Regions from separate parts of the Mus musculus genome. Here region 2 is linked to region 1. The links are chromatin contacts, called in public HiChIP or PLAC-seq maps. All regions are on one chromosome and are shown on one strand. The core of a region is the stretch at or near the end of the contact, and the rest is flanking DNA. Distances in the headings are between cores, read along the strand shown.

Region 1 (6,458 bases), core at 530-3,029:
AAAGGGATTTCTTTTCTCCCTCAGCTAGCCAGTATACCATTAGTGCAGGTAAGGGCTTCAAACCAGTTTTCAGGCTTCCTTGTGCTAGCTTCAAAGTCCAAGAATGAGCAGGCTGGGGTGGGACCCGGTGGTTTGCCTGGCACACTTGAGGACACCCAGGCTCCATCTTTAGCCCTGCAGAAGCAAATGAAATCAACACAGCCCAGGATTTCACACATTCCTCCTGCTCTAAGGCACTGGGGAGCCTGTGGGTGGCTTTCTTGCAGCTGTCCCGAGCCTCTGCTGGGACCTGGTCTCACCACACCTTCACCCAGATCTCTGTTGGTTCAGGAAAAAACACTTTTACAACCTTTCCTTGAGGTTATTTGTGGGAATGCCTATTTTAGTATACAATGCATAAATGATGCTCTCTCTCTCTCTCTCTCTCTCTCTCTCTCTCTCTCTCTCTGTGTGTGTGTGTGTGTGTGTGTGTGTGTGTGTGTGTGTAGGCCAGAGGTCAACTTCTATCGTTATTTCTCCATTTCTCTGGTACCATCTATCTTATTGTTCTCTGAATCAGGGTCTCTCTTTGGCCTGGGGTTTGCCAATTTTAAAACTAGGTTAGCGGGCCAGTGAACCCCAGGCAGATACTGGTTTCCACCTTCCCCGGCACTGGGATTACAAGTGAACCACCAATGCTCCGTTTTCGTAGACAGGGTCTGGGGATTGAGCTTGGAACTTCAGGCCTGCACAGCAAGCATTATCTTACCAGCCTCCAAATATTTTCTGCTCAAGGTTAGTTGAATCCATGGTGGCAGCAACTTCGGACACAGAGGCCTGAGTGCTTTTGTACATATGCATTCACACATTATTAGGTGTGGACTTGCTTGTACAATCTCCCATGTGTGCACTTGCACACACACACACACACACACACACACACACACAAACACACAGGTCCTAACTAAGCACGTACAGCTGGCTCTCTTTGTGATTGTTTGTTTTACTGAACTATTTGATATTCAATCTCTTGTGTCTTGCTTCCCTTTCTCGACAATACCTTGGGGATCTCTCTGGGTAGCTCTAATTAATTGTTTTCGATAGCATATCACGTCGCCTGGTGTGAATGTTCTGTAATTTATGCACCCAGACCTCTAGTGTGAATATCTGCTTTCTTTCCTCGGAAGAAAATTCACCAACGGACGAATGTGTTACCCCTTTGCCCCGGCGATTCTCACTAGGATATGATTCGGAAGCCTCTAAGCATTGAAGGACGTTAGAAGAAAGCAATCGGCTGCATTGTTTTTCGGAGATGGTCGCACTGACCGCTGAGCTGCCGGCACAGCTTGGTGTCCAAATTCCATCTATATTTGATCTCGAAAAGTGCCTCCAATTCTCATGTTTGCCTAGTGCCACGCCGGATCTGATGAGCCAGCAAGGGTGGGCTCCTACATGGCTGGCACCTCGGTGCTTCAGAAAGGCCCCTGGCTTTGGAACAACTCTGACTCTGCTCCTTATAACTGGGGAGATTCATAAAACTAACTACTGTCCCCTGTGTTTGGGACAGAATAGAAACTGGGGTGCTAACCTTACAGAATGGTCCAGGAGGTGATACATGTCCAACCTCTGGCCCCAGGGAGCTCCCGGACAGCATTGCTCTTCCTCACCGAAGAGTCATGAATCACGGTCGAGCGTGAAGAGAAACGTTTAAGTCAATCAATGGAGCTGCTCTCCAAACCCGAGACGCAAACAGAAACAGGCTGTGTTTGCAATAATTGGTTGTCCTGTCTTTGTTTACAGAGTATCGTGCATGCCAGGGATTCTGAAAACAGTTCATTGCTGACAAAGTCCAGAGTGCTGGCAAGCCACAGGAGAGAGGCCGGGCTGGAAGGGCCCCCGCCTATGCTTGGGGGTCGGGGGAGAACTGCAAACAGCGGGCAGCAGCATTTGACAAGGAGCCCAGATCGTCTTTGATGGTGCTGGCTATTTGTCAGAGGGACAGAAAACTCATGACCACAAGGCCTTTGAGGGGTGGTTAGGGTTCCTCCAGGTCACGAGGATGCAGTCCCCTGATGGGATTTGGTGGCCTGTTAAGAAACAGAGGAGACAGCTCAGTGGATGAACCTGAGTTCAGATCCAAGGACCCATGAAAGGCAGATGTAGCAGTGTTCAGGCTGTAGTCTCAGGGCTCCTACTGCAAATGGGAGATAGAGACAGGAATCCCCAGAAACCCACAGACCAGCACGCCTGGATACACAGTTCCAAACAAGAGACTCTGTGTTCAGTAAAGTGGATGGAAAGGGCTGTCACTAAAGGTTGTCCTCTGACTTCTGCGAAGATGCCAGGGTTACAAGCATGCCCACACTCACCCACATGAACATGCACATCTAACACACACACATACACAACCCCTCAGAATTTTTTTTTAAGTGAGATCAAAGAAGCCTTCTAGGGAAGGGCAGGGGAAGCGGTGCTCTTAAACCCTCCCACGAGCTAGCCGTGGGTTTCCTGAGGCAGTAGCAGGTCAGAGGACATTTTCCCATCCGTCATTAGAGACTGCTTCCTGATTCTATGCCACCATACTCCATCTTTTCAGATGTCTCTACCTGACTTCCTCAGGCAGTCTCCATACCACACATCTGTTGAGAAGTAATGGCTGGTGGTCTCTCAGCGCTCACTTGTTGAAAGTCCTGATGGAATTGTATGTGGAGATGACACTTGACTGAGCTTTCAGATAGAATTTCCCCGCACTGGTCCATGCTGGTAAAGTCTTGGTCTCCAGATTGGTGCTATTGGGAGGTGGGGGAACCATTAAGATGTGGGAGATGGAGGGACAGTCATTTGGTGTGCTTTTGCAGGGAATTGTGGGGGGAAAGAGACAGAGGGAGAGAGAGAGAGAGCATTTTTTTAAAAGTCAGCATCAGTACCCCAAGTCCCTGAGAATTGAAGTCTCTAGATCTTGTGTTTCTTCCCCACAAAACACTGTCCCCTGAGCCACAGCCCCAAACACCTTGTGACGTTTAGTTTTAATTATCAACATGCCGCCGCAGTTTAGAATCACCTGGGAAGAGACTCTCTTTGAAGGACTGTCCACATCAGGTTGTCCTATGAGCATGTCTGTGAGGGATTGTCTTGATTGCCTTAACTGATGTGGGCAGACCCAGCCTGGAAGTGGGCAGTACCAGTCCCCGGATTTGGGCTCTGACCTGGCCAGCCGAGCACAAAGCACGCATGCGCATTCTTTCTTTCTGCTCGGTATAACTAAGCGCTTCAAGCTCCCACTGTTTTGATTTCCTCACAATGATGCGCTATAACCCAGAATTGTGCGCTGAAATAAATCCTTTCTCTCTAAGTCGCTTTGTATCAGGATAGTCTATCACAGCAACCGTGATGAAACTAGGCCATCCTTCGTCCGGTAATCCTGTCCCTCACGTCAGCGTTACCCGTGGAAAATGATGGAAGTAGCCTTTTTTTTTTTTTTTTTTTTTTTTTTTTTTTTTTTTTTGCTGGCTAACTTAGCAGGATCCTAAAACAACCCCTAGTGCTAAGCACGGTGTTCTACATACAGTGGGTACTTTATACACACTGGGGGAATTTGTTTGAAATAGCAGTTGGTGCCCACAGGCAGACGGGGAGACAGACTAGGAGGGACCAGCCAATGCCTAGATCGGGAAAGTTTAAGTCCACACGCAGCCTCCGGTGAAGTCTAAGTCCCACCAGGAAAGTGGGAGCCGTTACTGTTAATTTCTCAGACCCAAGGCGTCATTCACTCATTATAATCTTCAGAAAGGATTCATATTAATGGTCAGCCACACTGTTCTCTCCTCTCAAGGTAAGAAGATTTATCGCCCAAACTTACATTTTATCGTGAACAACCGAATAAAAATGATCGATTTCCTGGCCCGCCTTACAGCATCCTTCCACGGTTATTAAAGTCTCTAAAAATGTTTTCTTTAAAAAAAAAAAAAGGAGAAGAAGAAGATGAAAAGAAAGAGAGGTGGAGAGAGAGCCAGGAGGCGCTGGGAAGGCCGGTTACTGAAGCCATCCATCTTGTCAGCGCCGGACCACATAACCTTGATGTCACGATATCTTCTCCTCACACCTAGATTTACAATTTGCCAGCCAGCCAATATAATGGAAACGCTGAACTTCCCTGTTAGAGGTGAAAGACTGGTGGGATTTTTTATTTGCTTAATTATTTATTATGTATATGAATGCCTTGCTGGCGTGTATATGTGCGGATTGTGTGCATCCTTACATTCATGGAGGCCAAAAGAGGGCATTGAATTTCCTGGGACTGGAATTATCAACAGTTGTGAGTTTCACGTGGGAGTGGAACCCAGGTCCAGCTCTGCAAGAGCAGCAAGTGCTCTTATGGGATGAGCCATCTCTCTAGTTCCAAACTGGAAGATTCTTAAGGAGCCCTGCAGATGGAGCACCCCAGCTCTGAAACTCCTTCAAAGCCCTTGGCCTCCTCTGGGCTCTTGGCAATTGTCCCTAAGCTGGGAATTCTGGACTTTAAGAACAGAGAGGTGGATTTCAACTCCAGAATCTCAAACATAGTGGACCAAGAGCCCTTCAGTCTTTGTCTACAGGAGAACAAGCAGATGTTGCTTCTAGAGGGCCAGGAACTTGGCTGTTGGAAGCTTGGGTCATGCAACAGATGGGTTGAAATCCAGAGAGAAGGGGAACACTTAAGCTATGGGCTAGTAATATAGTCAACACTGCCAGCCCTCAGAGGTGCCAGTGTGAGTACAACTACATCTGTTCATTCTAGAAGGTTCCCAGGAGCCTTTGGTTCACCGTTTTGGTAATTTAATTCCGTTAAGTGTCAAGCAATACAATTTTATGTCAATCATCTTCCTGATATATGGCAAATTCCTTCAGGACAAAAATATCACCCCCTCCCGGCCCCCCCCCCCCGCCCTGCCCCAGTACTTCCACTTGGATACTTGTACTGAAGCCAATCTATTTGAATGTGGCAAAATCAGGTTTCAAAATCCCATAATTCAGAATCCATTACTAGGTCACCCTGGTCTCTTTCCAAATTAGCGCTCATTAATCAGGTCTTCCAAGGCTCGTTTCTGTCTTCTACTTGCAGCTTAGCTTGCGCTCAGGCAATTCCATCCAGACCTGTGGGTCCTTACAAGATGGGTGGGGCCTGGGGGCTCCGAGCCACCATTCAGAACTCAGGCCTCTCCTCAAAGCCGCCCTCCATCCTGCCAGGTTTAACACATTCTAAGAGCTGAGCCTGCTGTGTGGGTGGATTTTTCCTGGTGTGGTCTGGAAGACAGCCATGAATCTGTCTCGGGCCATTTGACTCCGGCTCCCAATGCCAACCTTAACAGACACTTCCATCAGGCCGGACTCACCAACGATCTATAAGCCATTAACCAGGCAGTATTAGACCTCCCTGCTGGAATACAGAGGAGAGGCAGGGAAGGAGAACAGAGAAGAGGTATAAGGAGCAGGGTGCGGGGTGGGGACAGCTGCTCTCTTGTCTGACCCTGTCACATAGATCTGATCTGAGCTACAGAGATCTGATTAACCACTTCCTCTCCTCTCCATAGGGGTAAGGTCAGAAAGTCAGCCCTATAGGCAGGGGACAGCTTGGGAACCCAGACTCAAATGCCTGCCTGCCATATGGCTGTGCTTCAAACACCATTAGTCCTTGATGAGGGGGGGGGGTCTTCACAAGAGTCTGGCTTCCTTCACTAGAGAAGGATTCACATTTGTAATTGGAGCTCTTGGAAGGCAGAGATAACTAATTCTCTAGGACTCACTGGCCAGCCTAGCCTACTTGGTAAGCCCTCAAGCTAATGATAGACCCTGTCCCAAAATGCTAGGTAGATGGTACTCAGGAAAAAGAGTTGTGCACGCTCTCTCTCTCTCTCTCTCTCTCTCTCTCTCTCTCTCTCTCTCTCTCTCTGTATGTGAGTACATGTGTGTGTACATGTGTGTGTACATGTGTGTGTACATGTGGGTGTACATGTGGGTGTATACAGAGACCAGAGGTCAATATTGGATGTCTTTACCTGGAGCTTTCCAGTTTGCCTAGAATGTCTGGCCAGCGAACCCCAAAGCTAGCCCTGTCTGCATGTGACAGACTGGAATAACAGAAGTCACTGCCACACTCAGCTCTTATGTGGATGCCGGGGATCTGAACTCAGGTCCTTCTGCTTGCTCAGCAAATATTTCACCCACTACACCGTCTCCAGCCCCAGACACCGTATTCTTTTTTTTAATTAGGTATTCTCTTCATTTACATTTCAAATGCTATCCCAAAAGTCCCCCTTACCATCCCCCACAACCCCCTACCCACCCACTCCCACTTCTTGGCCCTGGCGTTCCCCTGTACTGAGGCATATAAAGTTTGCAAGACCAAGGGGCCTCTCTTCCCAGTGATGGCCGACTAGGCCATCTTCTGATACATATGCAGTTAGAGACACGAGCTCCGGGGGTACTGGTTAGTTCATATT
Region 2 (6,739 bases), core at 1,398-3,897, 260 kb after region 1:
AATGCTGAAGTTAGTTAAAATTAATCAATTAGAATGGTGGGCAGCACCATTCTCTATGTAGGTGGTCCTGGGCTGTGTAAGAGAGCCAGCGAGTGCCGGGAATAATTGAAAAAAGCATTTAATCTCAGCACTGGGGAAGCAGAGGCAGGTGGATCTCTATGAGTTTGAGGCAAGCTGATCTATATAGTGAGTTCCAGGCCAGCCAAGGGCTACATAATGAAACCCTGTCTCATAGGTAGGTAGATAGATGGATGGGTGGATGGGTGGGTGGGTGGATGGATGCATGGATGCATGGAGAGATAGATAGATAGATAGATAGATAGATAGATAGATAGATAGATAGATGAAAGAAAGAAAGAAAGAAAGAAAGAAAGAAAGAAAGAAAGAAAGAAAGAAAGAAAGAAGTACTAAAGTAGAGAAAGACAGTTAAGCAGGAGCTTGGAAGTCAGCAAGCCAGCAAGCAGCTTTCCTCTGTGAGTCCTGCCTTCAGGATCCTGTCCTGAGTTCCCACCTTGGCTTCCCTCAGTGATGGATTGTGACCTGGAATTGGGAGCCAAATAAACCCTTTACTCCTAACGTGGCTTTTGGTCGTGTTCTGTTACAGCGATGAGTTAAAGTTAGAACATAGGTGAAGTCATGCATTTGTTCTTGCTTTCATTAGACAAGGTCCAAATGTGTGTGGGTGGATGCTGGGTCACCCTGGGGAGGTTAGAATGATGCCAGTCCCATCTCCCCTTCACCACAGGCTCCCTGTGGTAGGTCCGTTCAAGGTGAATAACTCGTCAGCATTAACCTAGCAAAGATGTGGGCTGGGGCTGGGGCAAAGGTGACGCTGGTGGCTTAATTAACGTGACCTCACTATTAGGTTTCAAGGAACAGTCAGGCTGAAGCATCCAAGGGTCCTGGGACTGGGGTGTCGAGAGTTGCCCAGAGCAGAAAGCAGTTCCATACCCATCCTTGGAGAGGACTTAGACTCTCTCCCAGGGAAATCACTTGAGAGTCTCCAGAGGGAAGAGCTATCCTCGTCACCGGCAGCAAGCACTCCAATGTCCTTGTGTTGACCTTCAGCACAGCTGCCCTTGCTCCCCATCAGGTCCCATCTCCCCCCTAGACATTTGCCCAGACTAGGCCTCTCTCCCTGCCTGAGAACTTCCCATTGGAACTACCGGCCCTCAGAAACCTCGTTAGGACACTAGTTAGAGTGATCAGCTAATTCACAGCGAAGTGTTAGCAAAGGAAAATGGTTTACCCATCCTCAGGGTATTTTATTTTAATGGAGTCTTTGGTTGACAAATATTTACTGAACAGTCTATTACATGCAAGAAACTATGTAAAATTCCTAGGGGGAGCCAGGGCCTGACCTAAATAAATCACAGTCTCTAATGACGGAACTTGAGACTCTGTGGGGAAGCAACCAGGGGAGGCAGCAGATAACCTCTCTTATCTCTGTGTAAAGCCTGAAGCTTGTGATCTCCGGCCACCGTACTGCAATAGGGGCCCGTAGCCGTCACCACCCTGAGTGGAGACATTTCTAGGACTGCCCTTGGGGGCTCAAGAGCCAATCCCTGCCTTACATTTGAAGATTCCTAACTCTTGCACTGAAGAGCCGGGAGGAAAGTAAGTGTTGGGGTGTGGGGTGGGGATTGGGCTCTGTTCCTCATCCTCTGATGAGTATACTGGGGGCCTCCATCATTCTTCTTACTCCAATGTCCCTCTTCTGCCTCCATCTCTACAACCTCCATTTGGTACATTTTCTGGGAGCCTCTGGAACACACAAAGCTCTACCAGGAGTGAAGCTTGGGGCACACGGAAGTGTTCCAGGGTGTCGATGTGGCCCATGCTGTGATGCTATGTGAGGTGGGTTCTCCCCAGCTTTTGGCTGTCTTTCTCCTCTCCCCTCCCTCCACATCTGACATTGTCTTTCCTTTCTCTCAGCCAGGAAGCAAAAAGGCTCCTAAAGCCTGATTGCCCAGCTCCACCCTCTCCTTGCTGACAATGTCACGTACACACACACACACACACACACACACACACACACAGTTGTCTGCAGTTGGACTGGATGGAGGTAATGTGGTTCTGAACTCCAGGGATCCTCAGACGACTCACTACATAAAATATACGGAAACTCTTAAATAGACAGTGGCATCCACACTCACCCCGCAGGCACTTACCACCAGTTAGAACTTCCCTTGCAAGAGGCCATCCCCAGCTCCGTCTGTTAAGAAACACTGACATCTAGTGGCTGAATGTGGGACCTGCAGCAACGACTTGCCTTCCAAGAATAGGGTCCGTGGCTGCAAGAGCTGACCCCTCCCATGCCTCAGGACTTTCTAAACAGCAAAGAAACCCCAGCCCCAGCCCCCACCTCATGCTTCTCTTTGATGTTTTCATCCCTCCCCCTTCTGAAAAGCCCCCAGGCTCCCCAAGTACTATGAGAGTCACGAACCCCTGTTAAAATGGTCACGTATGCCTGGTTCTTGCTAAATGTATCCCAGAAGCTTACCGTTGAAAAGAGAGATGTCATAAATGAAACAGGCCGTGGATAATCCACAAAGTGAGTCATTAGGTGCTGAGTTTAAGCCCATGTGCCAGAAGCCACGCAGCGCTTCCAGCTCAGCACCACCGAGGGGGCGGGGGGGGGGGGGGAAGCAGACAGTAAAGTGAGCAAGGCTGTTTTCCCCACCAGCTGCCAATCATCCATCTGACAGCCTTGCAGGCATGTGGACCACAGCTGCTTACTCAGCGCTCCAGGTGCCAGGCAAAGCACTGGGCAATCAACAGTGTACAGTGCGTGTGCGTGTGTGTGTGTGTGCGTGTGCGTGTGTGTGTGCGTGTGCGTGTGCGTGTGCGTGTGCGTGTGTGTGTGCGTGCGCGCGCGCACGCGCGTGTACGTGTGTGTGCGTGCTCGTGTGTATGTGTGTACGTGTGTGCCTGTGTATCTGTGTGCTGGGGAAGGCTGCACAAAAGGAAGGATGTGCACAGCGTGAGTCACTGGCAGACATAAGCAAGTGAACCATAAAATAATCTAAATTCATTTATTCAACAAATGCTTCCAAGCACCTGCTGTGTAAGCGTGAGGAGCTGCCTCCCTCGCTGCATTGGGCTTCCTTCCACCCTCCCGCCCAGCATCTCCGGAGCAAAGTCCACCTCTTGAGCCTCCTTGCCTCCAACTGACCTACATTACCTCAATATTGTCTTTTCTCTACACAGCCCTACAACCCTGGGACCCAGCACACAGGAGGGGCCTGGTGTGTGCTTATTGGAGACATTAATCTAGTACAGTACCTACCCAGAGTGGAAACTCTTCGAAGAATGTTCCCCATGGCTGGACACCCCAGCCCTCCTCATACACGCCCACTGATGGGCGCTCATCATTCCCTAGATGGTTAGCCAGACCTGGCCTCTGAGGCAAGAAACACAAGCACACGTTGGATTTCCCTTCATGGCTCTTCAGGTTCCCCGCCCCCTCCCATCCTTCTGCTCCTATCTGCCCACTGCAATGACCACAGATGACCTCTTCCTACACCCCAACTACCAGCTTGCTTTCTTGTTAATTTTGGTTTTGGTTTCGTTCGGTTTCAAGTCAAGGTCTCTCACCATATAGCCTTGGCTGTCCTGGAACTCACTATGTAAACTAGGCTGGCCTTGAACTCACAGAGATCTCCCTGCCTCTGTGCTGGAATTAAAGGCATGCACCACTACATCCAGCCCCAGTTTCTTTCTTGAGGCAGTAGGGGAGGTGGCCACAGACCCTACAGCGAGACCCTACAGCAAGATCCCTCAAGGCTCTCTGCTCACTGGAGTGATGTCGCCCCACCTCCCAGTCCCCTTTTGCTTCAACTCTCCTGGGAAATATCCAAAGCCCTAGGGTGAGTCTGCCTGGCCAGCTCAGACCCCATTCCCCTCAGAGCCACTCCTACAGCCTGGGACGACACATGTGATTGTTCAGAGAGGTTACACGTCTTACCCTGTGGCCAGGGGGACAGGAGAAAACCCACTACAATTACCAGCCCACCTGCCTCATGTGGACTGGGGGAGGGATAGTTTCCCAACGGAGAGAGGGTATGTGACCAGGAAGAGAGGAAAGATGTAGAAGGGAGCAGGTGACTGTGTCCCCCAAAATGCATGTTCACTCAGATCCTCAGATGAACTCCCATTTGAGAGGAGAGTTTGTGGGTGTTCTGTGGATATGGGGCAAGAGGAGCTCGTCTCGAGTCAGTGTGGCACTAGATCCAGCCACAGTCCTTATATCAGGGCAGCGGGAGGGAAGGTGGCCATGTTTTCCTGGAGGCAGAGAACTGAGCAACAAGCCAGGGCCACCAAAAGCTCAGAGAATCAAGGAAGGGTCCCCACCCCACCCACACCCCCCTCACTATCCCCCCACCCCCACCCCCCAGCCCCATCAGGAAGCTCAGACCTGCTGACAGCTGAATCTCAGACCTCAGGCCTCTAGGAGAGAGACAAAATCCACTTCTGATATTGCAGGCCAACTTAGCGGTGGTTATTTTCTGGCGGCGCTGGGAGGGGCACAAGCTGGTGGGGACTCCAGGTGGCTTCCCAGAGTGGCATTTGCAGCAAGCAAGCTTGCAGCCTTCAGCTCAGCCACTGGGGTTGCCTAGCGGGGAGATTTTTTAAACTCCTAGCCCATTCGGATAATGTCTAAATAAGCAGAGAAATCTTGCGAGCATGGTACCTCAGGCCTATAATTTCAGCATGGGTGAGGCGAAGGCAGGAAGACTAGAGGTAGTTCAAGGCCATCCTAGGCTACAGGGTGGATTGATTCCAGGGCAGCCTTGACAACAAGGACGCTCTCTGTCTCACAAATAAATAATAAATCCCTCAGTGGAATTGACCTATGACCATCTCGCTCCCCTTCACATTTGATAAATTAGGAAAACCTGGAGTGTGTTGTAGTCACTCGGGGGACCTAGAAACTGTCAAGGAGCCAGACCTCCTGGGCCATGGGGAAAGCACACAAGAGCAGGCTGGGTTTGGTTTTTTTTTTTTTTTTTTTTTTTGGTTTTTGGGTTTTTGTTGTTGTTGTTGTTGTTGTTTTTGTTTTTTGGGTTTTTTGGTTTTTGCCTAAGACTATGACAGGGTCAGGAAGACAGGGTCCCCTGGCTGGGTCTTCACTCTCCTTGTCTAATTTAATTGTCTGAAGTTTGAAAAAGCGCAGACACCAGCCAGTCTTTTCTCCTGCCTCCTGAACCCTTCACTCTCTGAGACATCGTCTCTTCTCTATTATGGTTTTCAGGACAGGGCCACACTGGCAATCGATCTGCCACCTCCCGCTGACTTGACTGTGTAGAAGAGGGAGCAGAAGACAAAGTTATGTGTATCGGGCCCGGAGTGCCTGCTGTAGACAGAGAACCGGGAGCCCAGCTGCTTGCTCCACTGGCCCCGCCGCGGCCCACCCTGGATCCCCTTTAATAGCAAATGTCCCGCAGCCCCTCTAGCGGCCGGCCGCAGGTCAGGGGTTCATGCGACTTTGATGTTCTGACTCTTGCCTACCACCTGGGGAAGCCCCACCCCCCACCTCCGTTCACAGAGCTGACAGAGTCCAGCTTGCTTTTCCTGGAAACTCTTTGAAGCCCCCTTCAAAGCCAGTAGCGTGGTGAGCGCTACCTTGTGGCAGCGCGGCCGGGACGCCCTGAGGCTTGTCTCCAATTACCCAGTTCCGCAGAGGGGCAGCCCTGTCCCTCATCCTCTATAGCCTGGGTGGTTGCGCAGCAGGGCTGGGGTCCAGACTTGAGCAGAGCTGCAAAGCCACTATTGTACACGGCACAGTGTGGGCTCAGTGTGGGCCCTTCTTCGGCAGCTGGCAGCTGAGCGCCCCTAGACAACCCCAGAGCTGTTACCCAGCTTCAAGCCAGACAGAGGTGGAATGGCAAGGAACTTTCTCCAAATAACTGGAGCTTCAGTAGGAAAGGGTGTGGTGCTGGAGCTGTTATCCAGAACATTCTCCAGGCTTGAGGCTAAGAGTGCCTGGGCTCTCTGCACCTCCCTGGTATTTATTTAGCAACAGGTAACTGAGCCACCTGCTGCCCTAGGCCAGGGAGAAAAGAGGGAAGGCAGGTTTTGGTTTGGTTGACTTGGGGGTTGACTATATATATATATATATATATATATATATATATATATACATATACATATACATATACACACACACACACACACACACACACACACACACACATACATGAGTGTTTTGCCTTCATCTGTACATCATGTGCAGGCCTGTGTCCTTGAAGGCCAAAAAAGGACCTTTGATCCTCTGGAACTACTGGAGTTACAGACAATTCTCTTAACCACTAAGCCATTTCTGCAGGTCCTAGGCACGGTTTACACACACACACACACACACACACACACACACACACACACACACTACACACATACACACACCACGCACGAGCACACACACACACACCTAGCAGTCTTTCTGCACTTGGGTTTCAGGCTTGAGCCTCTCCCTGAGTTGTCTTGATTCAGAGTCCGTTTCCACCTCCTGGCCCACCCTCTTTCCCTGCCTCAATCTGCCAGATTCTTAAGAACAAACAAATCTCCTTCCCCATTAGCAAGACCATCAAGACAGCTGGGGGCAGCGGAGCCCCAAGCTCCTCCTGCTGCCTGCACACCCTGCTGCCTGCATACCCTGCCGATTCTACTTCCATGCCAAATACCTCAGCCCGGGCCTCAAAGGCTGGGAGGCTTCTGGGTCAGCTGAGGAGACCCCAGC

What was found. HiChIP or PLAC-seq counts read pairs in DNA pulled down with a chosen protein or histone mark.
Region 2: a CTCF HiChIP or PLAC-seq map of embryonic stem cells shows a contact between it and region 1, with 3 times the contacts expected there. The contact joins two enhancer-like sites. A contact is called at or near these places in 1 of 15 datasets of contacts at CTCF or cohesin (embryonic stem cells), 5 of 484 Hi-C or Micro-C datasets (embryonic stem cells, nephron progenitors, pancreatic cancer cells and 1 more), 5 of 115 datasets of contacts at active chromatin or transcription factors (a beta-TC-6 cell line, double positive thymocytes, embryonic basal ganglia and 1 more) and 1 of 9 other capture datasets (embryonic stem cells).

The regions. Positions count from the first base shown.
Region 1 is chr11:114,374,327-114,380,784 of GRCm38.p6, forward strand. No RefSeq gene overlaps it. Among named protein-coding and RNA genes, the nearest start is that of Gm31399, 45 kb to the right of the region's middle. Within about 2 kb of position 1,780, at least 7 of the 459 cell types and tissues checked have an H3K27ac peak or open chromatin away from gene starts, as enhancers often do.
Region 2 is chr11:114,634,289-114,641,027 of GRCm38.p6, forward strand. No RefSeq gene overlaps it. Among named protein-coding and RNA genes, the nearest start is that of Gm31781, 11 kb to the left of the region's middle. Within about 2 kb of position 2,648, at least 30 of the 459 cell types and tissues checked have an H3K27ac peak or open chromatin away from gene starts, as enhancers often do.